2 separate regions of the Sus scrofa genome follow, and region 1 is linked to region 2. The links are chromatin contacts, called in public Hi-C maps. All regions are on one chromosome and are shown on one strand. The core of a region is the stretch at or near the end of the contact, and the rest is flanking DNA. Distances in the headings are between cores, read along the strand shown.

Evidence for each region. A called contact is a pair of places that touch in the nucleus more often than the background predicts.
Region 1: a Hi-C map of omental adipose tissue shows a contact between it and region 2, with 2.8 times the contacts expected there. The contact joins two enhancer-like sites. A contact is called at or near these places in 1 of 5 promoter capture datasets (liver), 21 of 47 Hi-C or Micro-C datasets (alveolar macrophages, brain, embryonic fibroblasts and 11 more) and 1 of 2 datasets of contacts at active chromatin or transcription factors (skeletal muscle).

Annotation. Positions count from the first base shown.
Region 1 is chr18:47,044,992-47,050,324 of Sscrofa11.1, reverse strand. No RefSeq gene overlaps it. Among named protein-coding and RNA genes, the nearest start is that of TRNAK-UUU, 8.5 kb to the left of the region's middle. Within about 2 kb of position 2,279, at least 5 of the 83 cell types and tissues checked have an H3K27ac peak or open chromatin away from gene starts, as enhancers often do. A contact at or near this core is called in omental adipose tissue, where this site is marked.
Region 2 is chr18:46,784,074-46,789,427 of Sscrofa11.1, reverse strand. The region is part of intron 2 of LOC102165006 (a long non-coding RNA gene); the gene reads left to right. Among named protein-coding and RNA genes, the nearest start is that of TRNAK-UUU, 270 kb to the left of the region's middle. Within about 2 kb of position 3,912, at least 4 of the 83 cell types and tissues checked have an H3K27ac peak or open chromatin away from gene starts, as enhancers often do. A contact at or near this core is called in omental adipose tissue, where this site is marked.

The DNA.
Region 1 (5,333 bases), core at 1,030-3,529, 260 kb before region 2:
TGTCACAGTGTTGCCCTTAAGGTGGTCATTCTTTAGTAACTTATTGAAACCGTATTGTCTGAATTCCTTAAATCAGAGTTCAGATCCTCTCCCTGCACGGAGGGTCTGCACTGGTTTTGTCCCTCATGGCTTGGCTGCTAAATAATAATACTGCAGACAGCTCTGGGAGCAAGAGGAGGGAAGAAGAAGGGAAGAAAAAGAAGGCCAAAGGAAGGAGACAAAGAAGAAAAGAGGGATGGAGGACAGAGTGGGGAGAAGCAGTAAAAAGCGGCTCGAGGTAGGATGGCGGTGAAGGGCACCGATTGCTCCCCGTACCTCCCGCTGACCTGGAAGGCGAGGAAGGCGTCCTGGGAAGTGAGAGCAGCCTCTCCCTTCCGCCACGTGGGGGCAGACTAGACTTACAGGAAAGAGCTACGAGGTGGGAGGGCTGCAGGGCAAACGCCATCCTCCTGGAGCAGAGGATTCAGTGTTGACCAGATCATTCACTCTCTGCGGCCCTTCATGTCCCTCAATAGCTAGAGCCCTGTCTCTGGGCACAGTGCCTGGGTGGATTAAAGAAAAAGAAAGTCGGCTTTGTTCAAACTCAGATTTTCACGTGATGTTAAACAGATACCACTTAAAACAAAATGCTTTGACATCTCACCTTATTATTTAAAATGTAGAATCACCCAAGGTTTTATGCAGAGCTCCCTTTTCTGTTGGTCTTTCTTTAGACTGAAGGATTATTGCCTAAGCATTATAGGTGCATTACTGTGCTAGGCATTTCAAAAGGTTGGAAAATGCTGCTTATTTCTTCCAGCTCCTTTGCAGTTTTTTGCTTTTCTTACATTTTTAGTGCAAGGAAATAGAGCACATGGAAATGTCAGTTTCAAAAAAATTTTCATAAATTCTGAGCCTTTGTGTTAAAGGAATATTTTTATTTGGAGAATGGTTGGAAGCAACCAAATTACTGCAGCTGGTTCCGTGGTGCTTAAAAAGCAATTGTCGCTTGCGTCTGATTGCTTCTGAACATACTACGACTAGCATAGTGATAACAAAAGGAAGTCTGAACTGAGATATTAAAGGACTACTTCCTCCCCCTCCTCAAGTTGTTAAGTATTATTATCCCAGATAACTGCCTTCTGATGTTCACGCTCGTTTCCTTCTGGTAGAATTTGCCCTTTTTGAACCACATAGATTGAGTTAACTCCAATGAGAATGTACGTTTTCCAAAATAGACTTCCTAAGTAGCCAATTAAAAACAGAAGCGCTTAAAAATAAAAATCTTCTCTTTGAAATGGTGATTGAGCCTTTGGGATAAAAAATCCCATTTGCGAGTTTAAAAGGAATAATAAGAACTTTCCACTATCAACTGGTTGAGTAAAGACTGAGGAAAATGCCACTTTGCTCTTCCAAAAAAATTAGAAAATAAAGGGATATCAAATTGATCGAATCATTGTGGAAGTTTGGCTCCATTAATCTCATGCTTTTCAGTATGACCCAGTTAGCAGTAAAACTCAATTTATGCGAGTATGCAAGGTAGCAGTTTTATTCAAATTGTCTCTTAGATTTGGTGACACAAGAAGAAATGAAGCAAAACTACTGTTTGTGTAGCAGGGTTTTGGGTCCCACCACCTCCTCATCCCTACGTATAATGATAAACGCATTACCTCCATTTAAGATTTACGTAACTTTTTATGAAACACTATCACACTGATTTAATTGACTGCCCCTTTAACATTATAATTCATTACAGAGACTGGGAAATGATTATTTCCAGGTGTGGTTTCCATTTTCTCCCTCTATTTTGTAAGTTGTACGTCAATGTTATGAAGCTAAATGTTATGAAGAAAAAAAAGAAAGCCCTGCTAAAATGAGTTCTTGTTCTTAAAAAACTGAACTGATGATAAAGAATGATTTACTATCAGTTTTTGTCTTTGCAGTGGTGGAAAGCTGGGAGAGGACCAGCCATCCTCTCCAGTTTGGCCACCGCATTCTTGGCTTAATAGTGTGTTAAAATGAAATCTCTGACATGGTCTTTGTCAGGGCTGTTAATTTGTACCTGGCAGAAACATGATTCAAACTTTTCTGGAATACAGACTGAGGAGAAGTTCCAGTCAGGAAGAACTATTGGGACATGTAGAATTTCCTCTGGAAGCCGATGAGATCTCTTATCTGAAAATCAAAGGCTTTGCCTCAGTCTTTGAGATGCCCTCTCTCAGTTAATGGGTGTTAGGGGAGACGTTCTCTTAGGTAGAGAAGGGTTGACAGAACTTGTGAGGTCTGTTTTTTTGCAGCTAAGTGTGAGTGCTAAGGCTTTGGCTTACTTGGCTCCGTCCCCTTATAGCCTCGTTTGTTGTTCCTACCTAATTTTATTGCCCATTCTTACTAACCTTCAAGTCCTAAAGCCCTTTGAGAAAAAATGTAAACCAAAAGTGATTATTTGGAGAACGCAAAGGCTGTATCCATGTACGAGATCAAACATTTCCTCCTCTCCCTTGCTCTTTACCTCTGAACAACTACCCTTCTTTCCGCTTGTTTTCCTTTGCCCTTGTTCTCTTGACAGGGAACGTCTTCACACTCACTGTTCAGGGCCATCATGGGACCCGCAGGGTCCGGGATGAAGCAGAGCTCCATCTCTGCTTTAGGTTTAGGGGGAGCTAAACCCAAGGGAGGTGAGGCCTATGCTGCCCTCTTAGGTGACGAGGAGTTCCGGTCTGGTGGTCTTCCCTGGGTGTCCAGAGCATGGCTTCCAGCATCTTGTGGCGAGGGGTCTTCACGTGGTTGGTCCAGTGCTGTTCCAGGACCAGCCCCAACCCCCCTTCGCCTCAGCCAGAAGGTTGAGTGTGGGTGTGAAAAGATACGAACCAAGAGGAGCAGAAAAGATAACAGCAGATAACTGGAAACATAGACTTATCTTCTGTTGTGGAAAAGAAAAAAGCTCAATGTAAAAATGCGGTGGCCACATAGAGAATTGTGCGGAATCCCCAGTAGACGTGGTGTCGGGCCCACGCTGCAAACCCAGCCCCAAGCATCTTCCACGTGCTTTCTGTGCTTGGGATGATGCACACTGGCCTCTAAGAGGGAGGACTCCTTCAGCTGCAGACGCAGACACCTGATTCAGACTTCCTTTAAAGGGAACTCTGGCGTGTCTCTTGCTTTAGGGATCAGGTGATATTGTTGCCCGTCTCTGCTTTTCACTCTTGTACGTGTTCATTCTTCAGCCAGGTGAGCAGCATGGCTCACAGATGCCCAAGACTTACCATCAACCATGTTGGGGACCCCCGCACACCAGGAGGGAAAGTGAAGTTCGGTCAGAGTCACGTGCCCACCCCAGAGCCAGGGATGGATGAGGTTAGCTCTGCCCGAACCACAGGGAATGGGCTTTCTGCAGGAAAGGGTAGCTTCCATTACAGAAAGCATATGGGAAGTGATTCTGGGCACCCAGCACCAAAAACTGTCTACCACGTGGTCTCTATATTACACATCAAGGATGCCACTGCTCTAGGGATCAGTACTGTCCTACCACCGCCTTAGAGTGTGGGTTTGTTTCTTAAGGAACTTGTGATGCTGCTTTCTCTTCTTTGTTTCCTTGGGTGTCGTTTAAACCTGTACCTTTGGCCTCTACCTCTGACCTCACGTGGGGCTTCTATCACAGAACACAATGCTCATCAATATTTCTTAACACTCGTGGAGTAAATGGCGGCTCGAAATCCCCTTTGGCTTTATCACTGTAGGATCTAACTTCCGTCTTCTAGAGTGGACATAGTTCTGGGTCCTGTTTCCAGTGGTGACCCCTTGCTTGTTTGAAGCACTGTTCTTCATGTCTGGTCAGATTGGCCCAGTCCCTCTCGGCCCCACCTGGCCTGCTCTGTCTCACTAGCTGGGCCGGACCAGGTCCCGACAGGGAGAAGACTCGTTACACTGTAAAGGACCTGGCAGCTTTGCCCACGGACTGATGCCTGGCCAACATACTCATGATTAGCCTTCAGACAGGACCTGGAGAACAGGACGGGCATGAGCTGCTCGACGACGGCATCGTGCGGTTTTCCCTTTCGTGAGTGGGGGAAGTAGTAGGAAGGGAAATATTCCGCTCAGGGCATATGCTACACCAGCAGTCATGTTTTCCTGAAAATTGATGTACCGTTATCACTTCCGAAAGGATCTGACGTAAAACACCTAACAGCCAGGGGTAAGGACTCTCTTGCCTGTCTTTCAGCACCACCATGGCTAGAAAATGCCTTTCCCCACTGACTGGTGTGTGTGGTGCCACGCTGTGATCTCACCACACTTCATTCGCTCATGCCCTCCTTCATCCACTCACAGACATTTGAGTATCAGCCCTTGGAAAGGATTTGTGGTGCCAAAGTGAGTAAGACCCTGTCCCTGCCCCGAAGGTGCTGTCAGCTTAGTCAAAGTCCTGATGAATACACTCAGAATTTGAATGTGATGGAACAGATGCTCTTAGCTGCATCTAGAACATCAAACAGGGGCTCCAAGGAGATAAAATTATGGGGTGTGCTGAGGTGCAGCCCTTGTGTTGATTCTTTTAGAATGAATGAGCAACGATTCATCAGGTAGAAGCGTGGAGGAAGTGTATTCCAGGAAAAGGAATGTTCCAGGAAGTATATTCCAGGAAGAATCGTGTTGGATTATATAGGGCTTCAACTAGCACGGCAGCTTTGAGGAAGAATAAAAAATTCAGTAGACCATAGGATACAGGGCAGGGAGGAGAGGGAGGCAACAGGATGTAGGGGTGGTAGGCAGAGGCTGAATCATGGAAGGTTTTACAGTTACATAAGCAATTGACATTTTATCCAGGGGTAGGGGGAAAAGTTAAAAGATTTTAATTAGTGTATCACGACTGGATTTACACTTTAGGAAGATGGCTGTGGCAGCAGTGGTAGTATTACCTAGAGAGAGGGATAGTGAGCTTGGAAGACCAGGGAAGTATGGCAGCAGTTCGGACCTGCGATGGTGAGAGCTTGAACTAGGGCAGTAAAGGTGGGCTTGGAGGGAAGGGGGCAGATTTAAATTATAACACATTAAAAGGAATCAGAAAGTGGCAGAGACGTAGGATAAGTGCCTAGTTTTAGTGTTGGGTGATGGAGTATATGCTTAAGCCACCGGAACGGTCTGTGGAATATAGACTTATTAATAGTTTTGCAGTTGAAACTCACTTTTGACTCACTTTTAGATCTATCCATTTGGAATTGAAAGAGGGACATCCAGGTACAGATGTGCAAGAGGTGGTTGATAGATGGACCTGGAACCTGAGAGAGGAGTCCGGGCTAAAGATAAAGACTCGAGAGTTGTTTGTCATAGAAAGAGTGGCTAACCTGTGTATGTAAAGG
Region 2 (5,354 bases), core at 2,663-5,162:
CAGTTTCCCCTCAAGCCCATCAGCTGTGTGACTTGAACAAGTCACTTCACCTCTCTGAGCTCATCTATAAAATGGGCAGACCGGACGAGGTAGTGTCTGTGGTCCTACTAGTTCTAACAGCCTGCGATGCTGGGACGTCCAGACGCTTATCCACTGCGCTGATGCAGGGGAGTTCTCTGCAACCGTAACTCCTTCTGGTGTCTGTCCGGTAAAGGGCAGCCCCAGCCTCACCCCCCGGGATGTGTCTGCAAGTGCAGGAACAAACGCAAGGACAGACCGGGCCAGGCACCAGCTGTATTCAGATCAGAACTGGTGAGGTTACGTCAGTAGCCTCCTCCGTCGTGTGGCCATTTCTTTCTCCTTCTCACCTCTGGGATTAAAGCTTGTGTGCTGACTGTTGAAAAATCAGTCATTAACGGCCAGGAAATGACTTCCCCATCCATCAGAACACTGCTCAGCCGTGTTTCAGCTTTTCCCCCCTCTCCCTGTGTAATTGTTCTCATCCACCACTGATTACAGTTTATAATAACCATAATTCTCTCCGAATCAATCACTACTTTACTTTACCACGGGGTTACCCGGAGAAACATGAGGGAATGCAGATACCCCCGGCTGGGTTTTATTTTTTGGAAATTTCCTGCTTTCGTCTGGATCTCATTTAATCATCTGGATGTTCAAAGAAACGCTAGGATTTTAATTCAAAGGCATTTTTTTTTCTACTTGCCTTTAACTCTTCTTCTTCTTTTTTTTTTTAAAGAGCAAGTGATGGCTGGTAAAATGAGGCTAATATTGTGCAAAATCTGCCAGGGCTGCTGTGTAGCTTGACTGGTGGGGCCACAGTGGGAATTCTTATCATGAATCCATATGCTTCTGTGGCACCCGAATGTGGTTTAGGCTACCCATCCTGTGTGGTTTCCTGGAAGGTCCAGGAATTGTTATTTCCCTCTGTGGACTGATTAAAGTAAAAATTCCTATTGTGGAAACAAAGTTTCTTTCTTACACATTCTGGAGAGGTATGACAATCAGTCACATACAACTTAGTGAGAATTCAAGGCGATTCAGTTTTATTTAGTACTCACCAGACTTACTGCATTCAATATACCCTGTCAGTGCTTTGGTGAGTTTAAAAAAAGAAGAAGGGCGTGCTCTAGTCCCTGTGTCTGAGGCTCGTATGATGGTGGGAAGTGGTGGAAGACAGTCGTCTAAATAACTCTTGCAGCATTCATTACCTGTGCTTTGGATTTGGGGGTTACAAAGTGCAGCAGAAAAAGAGAAGAGGAGGCTATTTGTATGCTAGGGATCTTAGAATTCCTAGAGAAAAAATGTGGTTTGAGGTCAACCTTGGAGGAAGAGATGGATTTGAACAAGCAGTCATTCTAGGAAGGGGCAGCAGAAATTAATCACAAAGGCCTGGGAAGTGAAGAGAGGATGAGGGAGACTGGTACTCAGAAGGAAAGGCCTGGAACAAGGGCCATGTGTGTGAAGGCCCCAGCCTGGCTGCAGCATCACGTCACCCCCAGGAAAGCTTCAGAGAACTACATCAGCTCTTCTGAGGGTGTTCTAGAAATACTTGCTGAGGCAGCATTGGCAAACATGAGTGGATAGGGCAAAACATTGCATAATTCAGGAGATGTTATTAACAATGAGGCCTCATGGGCAGCCAAGTTTGGGACCTGCTAGTTAGAGTGATCAGCGGAGTAATTTACAATATTGGACCCCCACCAAAAAAAGTGATCTTTTCAAACCCAAACAAATCCTGGTGGAAGTTGAAGCTCTAGTGAAAGATGTTTCATTTAAAAAATTTTAAAGTATTAACATAGGGTTGGGAAGTACTGGATCAGCATCAACAGCAAATGGACTCAGGCCTTTTTGCACAAAGGCAGGGTTGTATCAGGGATGGGAGTAGAGGCAGCACACTTGACCTTTTGTCCTCCTTACTAGTCCACCGTTGGTTTATTGGGGACCTATGAACTCTCGTTAAGCTCCTTTCACCCTCATTTGCCATAGTCACATGTGTAAGAGACATGAAATATTTTATGCAACAAAAGCCCAGGGGACTACAGTCTGGGGGAAAATGTTCCAGGTAGCTGCTAATCTGGAAGTTATTTGCTTTCCCCAAACACCCAGGGTGGTCCATATCAGTGTTTCCAGCTTTTTTATTTCATGAGCTGGTAAAATTATTGTTTTTTTTAAATTAAGTGGTAATGCAGGGAAACATGTGTTTGCCTACTTTTTATTTTGTCAAGTCCAGGCATGCACTTGACACACACAAAATGCACATTATTATACCCTAAGATAAGCAAACTGTAATCTCAGCATAGAGGACAATCCTTTCAATGAAAAGCTTTGTTGAAAAAAAAAAATCATACTTCATTGTCCTTACTTATTTTGCAACAGGATGCTCAAAGATGCATCCCTCCCCCACGCTTTTTAAAACTGTAGTTGATTTACAATGTTGTGCCAATCAAAGATGCATTTTTGAGGGGCATGTGCCCCCTGAGAAGTTCTGATCTGTGTGAGTTCTCTCTCTAGCTGCTAGAAGGTGGCTCAGAGAGACATAATTCTGAGGTCACTTCGCTGGACACACATTGGAAGAAATAGAAGGGACCGCTGCATTGTCCAGCATTGTCCAAATTGATCAGGGAGCGAATCAGGATTCCGGTCTCAATTCAAGCTCCCAGTGTGATGTTTGAAAACGGCAGGAGACAGAGGCTGAGAAATCTGTCTTTTCAATGAACATATTGGCCTTGGTTCTGACCCAGCCTGTTCAGCTTTTTGTGGATGGAGACCTGTGGGGCGTAGAAAACCAGCCAAGAACACAAAATTAGGACAAGAACATCTTAAAAGTTTGGAACAGAACCTGATTAGAAACATCTCCTTTTTAAGTCACTCCTGGAGAAGGTTTCCGTTAATTCTCAAAGTGGGAGCAACAGAAAGGAAAAGATTCTTGGCTAATAATAGTTGTTATGAATACTTGCTATATGCCTACTGCATAGCATATAGGTATATGCATACTGAATACCTGTTGGGTTCTATGCTAAGACCTTTACCTACCCCATCTCATTTAATCCTTAAGACAAGTTTATAAAACACATAGTCAATACAACTTCTGTTTTATTGGGGAAAACAAGAAAACTCTTGGAGAAAGTCTAAGAGAGGTTAAGTTCTTTGCCTCCAGCTACGCAGATGTGGGAGCAGAACCCACCCTTCCCTGAGCTGAAAGTCCATTCTGGCCACTGTAGCCAGAACCCTCCTGCAGGATTTGTGGCTTGTTTTGTGTCATCACCTAGCTGTACATGCGCATGGCCTACAGTTACGTATTTAGCCAACCGCTTATGGTGTCTTCCATCCTATGGCTTTTCTAAAGTCTCAGTGAACGCTTGGCCATTTTCATAAAGTTCTGGATGGAAAGACAGTCTTTAGACATTAGGGGTGAGCCTGTAGAAGTCAGACACAGCCAAGGGTCGGGCATGAAGAAGGCTGATCAGGGAAGTGACGGTCCTCATAAAAGGACCACACCTGGTCTCTCCGCAGACCCGCCTGGGCTGACGGCCTTGCCATCAGGACTGGCTGGCCAGTGATTTCCAGGGTTTGGAGACCGCCTCTATGACCCTGTAGGCCGTGTCTGCTGGGTCTGATGCAAATTCCTGGGGACATGAACCATTGCCTTTTCTCTGGGGCTCTGCTCCGTCTTTGGCCCCAAGTATTCCATAGCAGCCTCGCCAAAAAGAAGCCCTAGGAGAGAGGAAAGCTTGCATATTAATCCCAGAGGCGATCTACTGAGAATTTTATTCACTTACTCTGAACTCCCTGGTGTACCCCGCCCTCCCCTTGGTTCATTAAGTCCGTGTCCCTCGCCCGGCTGCTGAATATCAGGAGAACAAATGCACTGTCCGTTCCTCCGGCAGAGCTCCCTGGTCCTCCCTCCCTGGTCCTCCCTCCCTGCGTTCCCCTCAGGACCACACACGTCTGTCTGCTCCTGCCCCTCACGGAGGTCTCTGTCCAGGCAGGGAGTGTGCACTCCCCCTCCAGCAGAGGACAGCCCCCTCACCTCCCCACCACGACGTTGCTTCTCAGCTTCTGGAGTCCTTCTAGGCTCTGCTGGGCTCCCCTTCTCGGATACTACTCTGTGTGTGTGTGTGTGTGTGTGTGTGTCTGTGTGTGTGTGTGTGTGTGTGTGTGTGAGATATTACTCTGTGTGTGTGTGTGTCCACCCTAGTTCTCACCACCCCCCAACACAGCAGACATAGTCATTTCAGCGAGAGACCTGAGCTAACTCAGTTGTGATAGAAAAATCACAAAATGCTTCTCAGTAATCTGAGTCTACAATTCTGGATTTACAAGTATGAGAAATTATGTAGGAATGGGGAGGAGGGTGTGATTTGGGGGAAAAGCATAAACTAGAATTGAAAATCCAGCTAATGTAGGTTAGAGTCAAAAGGTGACAGTTTCATCTCAACTTGAAGCAAACATGCTTTTACACTAGGAAAAAACCTTCATTTAATCTCTGCTGACACTTCTCCCAGGGGGCATCTCTGAACTACCTGTCCAGGTGTGTGTGTGTGTGTGTGTGTATGCTTATAACCTGGTCCCATAAACTAGGACATGGGGAAGAAGGCGTGGTTCCTCCCTCTTCCTGGGGGAGAGGCTCTGCGAGGATGGCTGTAGCGCTGCATACACCCTTCAGGCTCTTAAGGGGCAGGGTCGACCTCGTGGGCATGAGCCCTGGGTGGCGCACTCAGAAGGGCGCTGTGCTTGGTTTAACCCTCTGCTGTTGCTATTTTAAAATTCTAAATAATTTATAACAAGGCCTCTGCATTTCCATTTTGCCTGGGCCCCACGGGTTATGTAGCTGGTCCTGTAGAGAATTACGTCATAGATAGAACAACGGCTGCACCTTCATATCCCCTTCAAATCACCTGAGGGACTTTCGAGAAATAGCAGTGTTCTAGAATCCATTTGGAAAGGGACAAAGCAGCAGAATTGTTTTGAAGTTTCATTTGAAGTTTCATTAGAAGTTCTGCCGGTTTCTATACATAATCATTTCTGAAAATGCAGACCTAGAGTATCTCTAAGATCTCAGATCTGTTTTGTGTGATCATGTATTCACTTTCCTCTGTGCTTGTTCACATTCCTGTGGCTGCTGTATGCCATTCCCTAATACAGTCAAGCTTGTTTTAATTTAAAACTAACGTTAAAATTTTTTTATTATCTAGTAAAATTGACAGTTAAGAAAATGTACCATGTTTAGTTTGTACATAACTTACGGCTTTATACCTTCCGATGTGGTATGCAGCCCACTTTGAGAGGTCCAGGACTTGATCAATGATCTTAAAAAGTCCTTATTTCTTCAA